3 separate regions of the Mus musculus genome follow, and regions 2 and 3 are each linked to region 1. The links are chromatin contacts, called in public promoter capture Hi-C maps. All regions are on one chromosome and are shown on one strand. The core of a region is the stretch at or near the end of the contact, and the rest is flanking DNA. Distances in the headings are between cores, read along the strand shown.

Region 1 (3,054 bases), core at 74-2,573:
GGAAACACAAATACTTTATGCGGAGCAGGCCACAAGATAATCTGGAACGCAGCACCTGATTATAAGCACATGCCATATGTCAGAGCCAACATGCACTTTCCACAATTATCTGAAATCCATACAACAATCCTTCCAGTGACTTTCTTCACTTACAACAAATGTTAACACCTGCGACTGCAAGAAACCTGTTTAAGATCACAATGTTTAATATGTTTCAAGTTTATCTAGGTCACCACAGAAGGTGATGGCAGGGCCGGTATCTAAGCTACGTCTATTTAAATCACCAATAGTACCTAACAAAAAGTGTTGGGGATAAAAATGAAAAATCAAAAGCAGCAGCAGTAGTAAGAGGAGACACTTACTGGTGATTCTGACAAACAAATTAGTAAACCAAGGCTAAAAGAACGGGCAGATTGTAGAGGACAGTTCACACAGAGCATACAGGAATTAAAACCACTGCGTGAAAGATAAAAGTGCCAGAAAAATGGAGGGAAATGCTATAAATAAAACAGGCAGTACGGGAAAAGAACAGTCATTTCGAAATTCTATTTTTAATGTCTCCTAAGACTTATTCAGGTTGCTGGCTAAAGAATGACGTTAAAAATAACAAGAAACTGGGATGTTTAAACCGCCCCTGTGCATCCTGCACATCCTAACTTCAAGGCAGCAGCTGCCAAGTAGTGTGTCCACGAGGGACAGACAGACGTCTTCAGGGACTGTCAAAGAGAACCAACTGGGGCTGGACGTGACACCAGAGCCACCCACCGAGGCGCCTGGATGGACACCCAGGCCAGGGGGGACTGGGGACTGGCTGAGGTCCCCACGCGCGCTTGCAGGCGGGGAGGCGCCGGGCGGAAGCGCGGGTGTGGGTGTGCTGTTGTGTTGCTCCCTCATTGGCCCGGGTGGGTGAGGGACGTGCAGAACAGGAAGGAAGGGGAGCGCTGACCCAGGCCACTCGGGAGACGACCGCGCAGGGCTGGGGTCTGAGGGCCCCGGGACGCGCGTCCGCGGAGTGGACGGCCCGCGGCGAAGCCCTCGGGGACCGCGCACACAGCCCCGGGCGGGGCCGGCCGGCCGGCCGCACTCACAGCATGATCCGCGAGACGTGCAGCCGCACTGGGACGCTCCTGTCTTTGAAGGCGGTGGTGATGAAGCAGCCGAAGGTGAGCGCCGCCATCACGCTCAGCGAGAAGGCGAACAGGGAGTTCGCGCGCGACAGGACGGTGTTCATCGTGGCGACCTTTCCCTCCCGGGCCCCGGCTCCCACACTCGCACTTCAGGCTCTGCTTCCCGCGGCCGACCAGTCCCCGCCCACCCGCGCATCGGGTGCGCACGTCCCGCCCCGCCCCCTTTCCGGTCCTCCGACGGGAGCGCGCACGCTCCCACACCCTCTGGGTCCCACCCACTGGGCGGCCGTGCACGCGCCGGAAGGCGGTGCTTTCAGTGAATCCGCCAATCATCAAAGAGCACGGGGGTTGGGCTTTGCCACGGGGGTGTGGGGGGAGACCCGCCTCCTCCACTGCTCAGTTGTTCCATGGCCTCTGTGGCTTGGTAGGGAAGTAGCATTTTGCGAGTTGACCTTCAGTTAAGTTTATAGGGACAGCGGCCCCTTAACTGTTCTGTGGTAGTCACTTTTCAAAACGCGTGGTCCCAGCTCACCTCTATCAAAGCTGGTAAAGTTGGACATTTTTGGAAAGGAGGAAAAATGAAATCAATCAGGCACCTAAATAGCAGTCAGGGACACCAGTGTTGGTATGCAGCCTTCGCACTAGACAATTAGTCAAATCCCTGTTGCTTTGCTTTCAACAGAGAACCGAACCTCTACTTAAGTTACGTGTTTTATACCACAATCCCAAATATTTCCACTTATCCAAAATAGGTTGTTGTACAACAGCTGCTGTAAACCATGAAACGGTGTTAATGAGAAACTGATATTGATTAAACTCCTCTCAGTCATTACCATGCAATTAATTTTCATACAGCATACAGGCAGGATCATTAAGAATTGCCTAGTGCATATTCTAGGCCTCGAATGGAGAGTGTAACAGAATAGACCCTGGCTCAAATAGAATAGAGCCAATAAATGAAATATGTAGCAGTTATAGTCAGAGTGGTCTTTAGATGTGTTTAAAACCTTGGTTATTCAATCTCTCGGGTAGCCACACTGTATTCAGTGAAGGAAGGTTTTAATAAATAGTTACTGTGCTGCAAGTGAGACACAAAAGTATATTGATCACTTTGTATAAACCCTACTGAGGTTTATAACTGAGTAAAGTTATCAAAATCAAAGCAGCAGCTTAAATTATAAAACAGGTATAAATACTGAGGGATGCTACATAGTGCTAGAGACAAAATGAGGAAGCCATGTATGTGGTGAGACAGAACAAATCAACCCACACACTACCTAGTATTATTACTATAGAGTAACTTAGAGAAAGGATGCCTCTTGTTACAGATGATGAGTGCCAGGATACATGCTATGAAATATACTGAACACTTAGAGGTATATGTAAGACACACCCAATAATCTGTTCCCAGTAGGTAAAGAAGTACCTGTGAAACAAAAGACTGAAGTGTACCTGGGAAAGTAATGGCCTGTTGGATGCTGTGGAGATATTTAATCTCAATTGGGGTCTTAACCCCACCTTTGATCATTCAGTTCCTGGATAAAAAGACACACACAACCTTTATATGTATATTAAACTCTAAGCAGCATAAAAGCTGGGCAGATATCCATCCTCTGTGGTATTAGAATCTACTTTCCTATCAATAACCCAGAGTTTTTACTTACTATGTTTCATGTGGGCTGCTTGTAACTCCAAGCCCACAGGGCCATGACTCCTAACCCTTGTTAACTTTCTCTTCCTCCTTTCCTCTTCTCTCTGCTTGTGCTTCTCCCAACAACAACAACACCCCCTCCCCCAGAGCCCGAGAACCATAAAACCTGCTTATGTCTCTTCTGCCCAGCTATTGGCTGTCAGTATCTTTATTCACCAATGAAATAACTTGGGGGCAAGGTCACACAGCTCACTAGGTTTAGACTCCCTCTTCTCC
Region 2 (3,262 bases), core at 379-2,878, 1.4 Mb after region 1:
TTTCAAATGTTATCCCCCTTCCCAATTGTCCTTCTACAAACCTTCTATTCCCTCCATCCCCTCCCCCTGCCTCTATGAGGGTGCTCTCCCACTCACACACCCACCGACTCCTCACCACCCTATAATGCCCCTACCCTGGGTCATTGAGCCTCTACTGAACCAAGGTGCTCCCCTCCCAGGGATGCCCAAAAAGGCAATGCGCTGTAATTTTTAATCAGTGAATAAGTAACTGAGAAGCATCTGTGTAGTGTAAGTTTTCAACAGGTTCTTCAAAGAGGATATCTTCTCAGAGGCAGTGAGATGTCGCAGCAGGTAAATGTATTTGCTGCCAGGCGAGAGACCTAAGTGTGATCCCTCCAACTCGCAATGTGAAATGACAGAATTGCCTGTCCACACGTTATCTTATAACCTTCAAACATGACATACATTAGTCCATGCAATCATCCATGTGTGCATTCATACATGTACACACAAATGTAATATAGATACAAAAAAAAAGCATTATGAACCTTCTAGGAGGTATAAAACTGATGTGTTTCTTATGAGTCTTCTGTAAGTTGATGATTTAAATCAGAAAAGAGTCACATAAAACATGTCTTCTACAAATATAGAAACGAATTCAGAAAACTTATTTTTCACTGAATGAAATTAATGTGATCTACTAAATAGAAGACATAAATAAGAGTATTCACTGTAACTTATTTCAGCAGGTTGGTAAGGGATGCCTTGTATACTTCCAGCTAAATCTAGTTTTCCATTAAATTACAATTTTAACTCAACTAGGAAAAAGATTGTGGGACACGTTAAGAATGTATTCTTAATATGTAGCTTAGTTGTTGAAAAAAGTTAAAGAGTTGAAAGGAGCATTTTCAGAATAAATTCGTAATGGACTTTTTTAAAAAGTCAAAAGAAATGAACATTTTGATACTGGCCAACTGGAAATAAAGATTTTCTATTTTCTATTTTAGGTCACACACACACACACACACACACACACACACACACACACACACACACACAGAGTGGAGATGAGAGACTGAGCTCTGAAAAGATGAAAGAAGAAATATACCAGTTAGTACTACGTGCTAGTTCTTCCATTTAAAACATCCGAGCCAATCATTTAAAAACTGAGGGGGTGGGGGGAGTCTAAGTGATGTCTCTCCAGTCTCAGGAGACTTCTTCCCTTAGTCTTTTTGGAAGCCTCATTAGCACCAAAGTCAATTAACTGCCTGCAAGCTGGCTCTGAGCATGAGATGCTTGTAGAAGCAACTTGTTTGGCTGGGCATGTGCATTGCATTCCCAGCTCTATGAGACAGTAGTCATCTCTGAAAAGATATGTCTTTACTAAATTGTGCTTTTTTTTCTGAAAGGGAAGGAGCCTCCCCGTGTAGTTCTGCCCTCTAATTCTGCAAACCACTGAATCTCCCCTTTTCAGCTCCAAGGATTCCTTCCCCACTCTCTCTAGGAGCCTAGTGGGCTCTGCACCAATTCTGAAACACAGCCCCTCCTTTTTAGGGGCTGAAAGGCTGAGCATTCCCTTGCTTGGTAAGAGGCCTGTCACTCTGTCCTGCTGTGCAGCTGTGATTGGCGGGAAGGACAAGTCCTCTGGCCCCGCCCCCGCCTGTCTTTGCCGCGCTCCGCTCCGTGGGATTTATGCAAAGGTGGAGAGTGAGATTCTGGCTCTTGGACCTAGTGGAGCAGCATTCCCAATTTTGACTGCTGCTGTTCTTCTTCGAACCCTGCCTGGGTCAGAGCCAAGAAAAGGCGAGTCCTTTTCTGCTGATAGAGCTTTGGGGGAACTGTTGCTCAGGACCTCTGCACTCCTGACGCGTCGTCACAGTCTCACGCTTTTCTGTAGCTTCACTGTGAAATCACTCGCATATCTGTAGCCCTGTGAATCTTTCTGCTCAGTGCACAGAGCAGGGGTCCAGGAAAACATCAAGTGCTTGAAAGAGGGATTCAGTCCTGCGGGAGCTGTCTGAGGTGCTGAAGCTCCTCAAGCGTTTATCTCCAGCAGCCCCAAGGGGTTACATGTCACATTTTCACTTCTGTCTTTCTGGTCCCCCATGCCTTGGATAAGACTGCTTTCAGGATCGTGGATCTCTTTCCGTATCATGGCCCACGTGAGACACTTTCGGACACTAGTTTCTGGATTTTACTTCTGGGAAGCCGCACTGTTACTGAGGTAAGTCCGCATGCATTAACAATCTCATTAAGAGAGCTCAATAAACCAATGTGTTAATCTGCAACCACTTGTTAATGAGGAAGCTGAGAAACCTAGGACTGTGTTCTGACTTACTGAAACAATACTTTATATCGTAATTATCTGTTTCAAAGAGCCTAGTAATCTATCTATTGAGACATCTGGAGATATATAATTTCCTGTTGTTTTTCACCGAGGGTGTGTGTTTGAGTAGTTGGGCTCTTCCCACGTTACTCTTTCAAACCTAATGACTTAAAGAAAACAGATATTTTGCTTCTCACATATTTCTCATTAGAGTTTTCTTGGTAATGATGAATTATAATTTCTGGGCGTTAATTTCTTAAAACACAAAACAAAACAAAATTAGAAACAGGGCCATCATGAAAATAGAAATAATATTGTAGAACATAAACAATTTTTGATTAGAGAAATGTCATTTTCATATATGAACTGATTAGGTAAAAGAATAGAAACTTTAAGGTACGAGTTTGCAATGACCTAATTCAGCAATGCATGAAGGCAAAATAATTAATAAATCATCAGAAATGTTCTGTGCCTACAGTTGTCTTTTGGAAGAAAGCAGTATAAGAAGACTATTAACTTGTAAAATTGTCATGCCATGACAGTTTTTCCTATGTCTCAATGCTATTTGGAAGTCTTTCTACCTTTCTTCACAGTTATGTAGAAGATACTAGGGGAAGCTAGGTGAAAGTTAAGATAATTAAAACTCCATTGTTCAGTAAACACTGTACGAAAGCAAAAAAAAAAAATGTTCCTATAGATATTTAAACTAGCAACATAAGTTTTTCATTAGTATTATCACATAATTACTGTGGGATATTCACTTTATGGCTGACAACCTTTTCAAGAGTGCAAAGTTAAATAACTAGAACACTGAATCAGTTAAGCATATACTGGTTTCCATGTGATGTAAGTATTTCTCCTTGTGTTAGTAATTCCAGTTTTAATCTTTTGGCTGTCTTAAAAGTGTGAATCACATATTGTTCTGGCATGCCTATTTGTAATAGGAAATGGTTGAGTAGAAAATTACATTTCCTA
Region 3 (3,101 bases), core at 106-2,605, 2.0 Mb after region 1:
CCACTTCCCAATTGCTAGGATTACAGGGATGAGCCTCTATGCCTAGCAGGCAACATTTAGCAACTGTAATGATCCATCACAGAAATTAACTAAATGGTATTGGAACAGGCGGGAAAGCCACCTTTCCTAGCAAGTGGCTAAAGACTTTGCTGAGGGAGGGCAGGCTGGCTTGGTTAAGGCTAAAAGCACTTGCTGAAGACTGAGCAGCTGAGGACAGTCCCTGGAACTCAAGGTTGAGAAGTGACACCTGCAGGTTGTCCTCCAACTGACATGCATGTGCCCACCCACTCACCCTACTTACTAATAATGTGAGAAGGAGATTCTGCTCTCTGAGCCAAGGTCAATGGCAGAATTTAAGAGTGAAATTCAATTGTTTGCTTGAGGAATCTCCAGGCAGTGGATCCTGTGGAATAACTTCTCCCATTATTTGCTGTAAAATTTGAAAAAGAGAGACAGAAATTAAAGCCTTCACTTATAATCAAAAGAAGAGGAGAACTTAAAAGTTTTGATTTAGGTTTGAACTGAATCCATGGGTAGATGTCCCCAGGAAAACAGTCATCTGGAATTCAAAATTACAGCAGTCACCACAAAAGAATTTTTGATAGTTGAAAAAGTATAGATATTAGTGAATCAGACTAGTTTTGGATGAAATAAACCCAGGCTTGCTCAAAAAGATGGGTGTAGAATTGAAGGGAGGAAATGTTATTTTGTGTCTCTTTCTGCTTATTTGATTTACATTAGTTTTTCCAGAAATATAGTCTCATATATCCAAAGCTTTTCTCACCCACGACACCTCTGGAGTCTCACTCAGAGACATTTCTGATGAGGTGAAAAATCCCGTTGGATGATGATGATGCAACAACAACAACAACAACAAAAACAAACGAGACCAGGGCAAAACAAACAGAAAAAAAATCAAAGGAAAAACTCTTACAGACCCTGAGATACATTTGTACACATAGAAAACACATGTTTCAAGAAAGCCAGAAACCATAATACCTGACCAGAAATTCTGTAAGGGTGGGGGGTGGGGAGACAAAACAACAACATCAACAATACCAACAACAAAACAAAACAAGATAATATAAAACAAAAACTGCCAAGAATTCCTTTGGGTTTGCTTTGTGTTGGCCATCTAATGTTGGGCCTTCCTTTAAGTGTGGTTTGAGAATCTAGTCAGATTCTGCCAGGGAAAACCATCTCTGCCTTGCAAGCAGTTATGAACTGGAAATAGCTTCTGGGTCAGGGATAGGGGCATGTGTCTACTTCTCCTATCAGAGCTGAGACCCCATGTGGCTTAGACCTGCTGCGGCAGTATCTATGAATTCAGCTGTGTGTCAGCCTTGCTGTGTCTAGGAGGCCTGGTTTCCTTGGTGATTTTCACTGTTATCATCGTTATTATTGGCTCTTTCAATTTGCTGCCTTCTCTTTCCTGAGCTCTGAGAAGAGGGATTTGATGGAGAGTGTCCTGTTTAGGACTGAGTGTTCCAAGGACTCTCACTTTCTGCACATGGACCAGTTGTGGGTCTTTCTTTGTATTTGCTCTCGTCTCCTGCAGGAAGAAGCGTCTCTGGTGGTAGCTGAGCAATAGACTGATCTATGAGAACAGCAGAATGCCGTTAGGAGTCATTTTATCACCGTATTCCATCAGCAGGAAGGTAGTATTTGGTTTTCCCCTGGGACCATTGCATCTTTGTGCTTGGGTTCTGGGCCACCTACTCACAGAGCAGGCTTTAATTCCAATCAGATGGGAGTTGGCTACTCTCACACTAATTAGAATTTTTAACTAGATTCTACCACAAAGCAGTGCAAAAGCATGGTACAAACCTGCAATCCCAGCACTTGGGAGGTGGTAGCAAGAGAATCAGGCCTTCAAAGCCATTCCCCACTAGCTAGTGAGTTCAAAGCCATCCTGGGCTACATGAGAACTTGGCTCAAAATAGTGATACTCGTTTAATTGTAAGATTTAAAATGTATTCCAATGAACGTTTGCTTTACGTCCCCAAACGCTAAAGTATGTTTCTAAAAGTAAAGACTAAATGATAGATTTCTAAGCCTATATAAATCCTGTTGAAATGCTGACCCTTCGAATATTCTTTTCATGTCTTGTGTATACCTTTCAAAATTTTTACAAGTTTGTCTCAGTACTGCATTATCTGTTATGCTGACAAGTGTTAATGTAGTCCCCATCTTTCCCCCAAAGGACTATAAAAAGCAAGGCTTTTGGACTTAAGGCACGGATATAAATATTAAACCCAGGTGTTTTTAAATTACCTCCATAATCCCCAGTGATGCTCTCTATATTGAACAGTTTTGGCCAAATGTCATAAACTGTAGTCAATGTTTGTACCAAGGTAGGTGACATCCAGAATAAATGCATAAAATAAAGGCAAGTTTGCTGACATATTTATTTCCAGGATAGTTCTATCATGTGAACTTTATAATCATATTTGAAAATCCAGCTGTGGAAAGGTATGCACACTAGATAAATAAGCACAGGGCATCTGCCAGACCACAGAGTCAGACTGTCTATAGTAATGAAAAAAAGGTCTAAAATGGTGTTGGACCAATCCATCCTTTTAAGTTAAAATTTCCAATTAACCATACACACTGTTGTCACCATCAATAGATACAAAAAATTTATTTATGCCTGTGAGAATAAAAGATTATAACTTTTTTCTGGAAAAAAAAAAAACTCCCTGGAAGTGATTTCTGCCTTCTTTGTATAAGTCTTGTCTTATCTAAATTATTCTATGAATACAAATGTCCATTTTGCCCAGTGAAGTCAGTTTTCTATCATTGGTTAATTTTAAAGAAGTTCTCTGTCCTGGGCAAGAAGTGTCAACTCAAGACACTGGTGGGTTGTTTGTGTTAACAAACAGTCAAGGTTGTCTTCAAATATTCAAGACCAGAATTCCAGGAAGGAAGAAACGGTTGCTTCAGTCATGATTTACTGGATATGGTCAACTCTGAGGATAATTTCCCTTTACCCAAAGGCATGCTTGGATTCTAAACCTGTGTACTGCGCAAACATGTGAACCACAAGAGTAAGTAGTTGTGACTAACACATGACCTTTGTTGGAGGCTTTTGCCAATTTAGT

Evidence for each region. Promoter capture Hi-C pulls out the DNA fragments that hold promoters and counts their contacts.
Region 2: a contact with region 1 is called in a promoter capture Hi-C map of stem cell-derived epiblast-like cells, with 3 times the contacts expected there. The contact joins the promoter of Glra3 here to the promoter of Spcs3 in region 1. A contact is called at or near these places in 3 of 39 promoter capture datasets (the C10 cell line, frontonasal cranial neural crest and stem cell-derived epiblast-like cells).
Region 3: a contact with region 1 is called in a promoter capture Hi-C map of hippocampal neurons, with 4 times the contacts expected there. The contact joins the enhancer-like site here to the promoter of Spcs3 in region 1. A contact is called at or near these places in 3 of 39 promoter capture datasets (cranial neural crest, hippocampal neurons and pre-B cells) and 3 of 115 datasets of contacts at active chromatin or transcription factors (microglia, pro-B cells and stem cell-derived neural progenitor cells).

Annotation. Positions count from the first base shown.
Region 1 is chr8:54,528,675-54,531,728 of GRCm38.p6, forward strand. Spcs3 (signal peptidase complex subunit 3 homolog (S. cerevisiae)) reads right to left here and starts at 1,324. Exons shown (of 5, transcript NM_029701.1): 1 at 1,089-1,324. The coding sequence starts at 1,231.
Region 2 is chr8:55,938,790-55,942,051 of GRCm38.p6, forward strand. It overlaps Glra3 (glycine receptor, alpha 3 subunit), which reads left to right and starts at 1,629. Exons shown (of 10, transcript NM_080438.3): 1 at 1,629-2,185. The coding sequence starts at 2,115.
Region 3 is chr8:56,512,971-56,516,071 of GRCm38.p6, forward strand. No RefSeq gene overlaps it. Among named protein-coding and RNA genes, the nearest start is that of Gm24375, 7.0 kb to the right of the region's middle. Within about 2 kb of position 1,356, at least 4 of the 459 cell types and tissues checked have an H3K27ac peak or open chromatin away from gene starts, as enhancers often do. A contact at or near this core is called in hippocampal neurons, where this site is marked.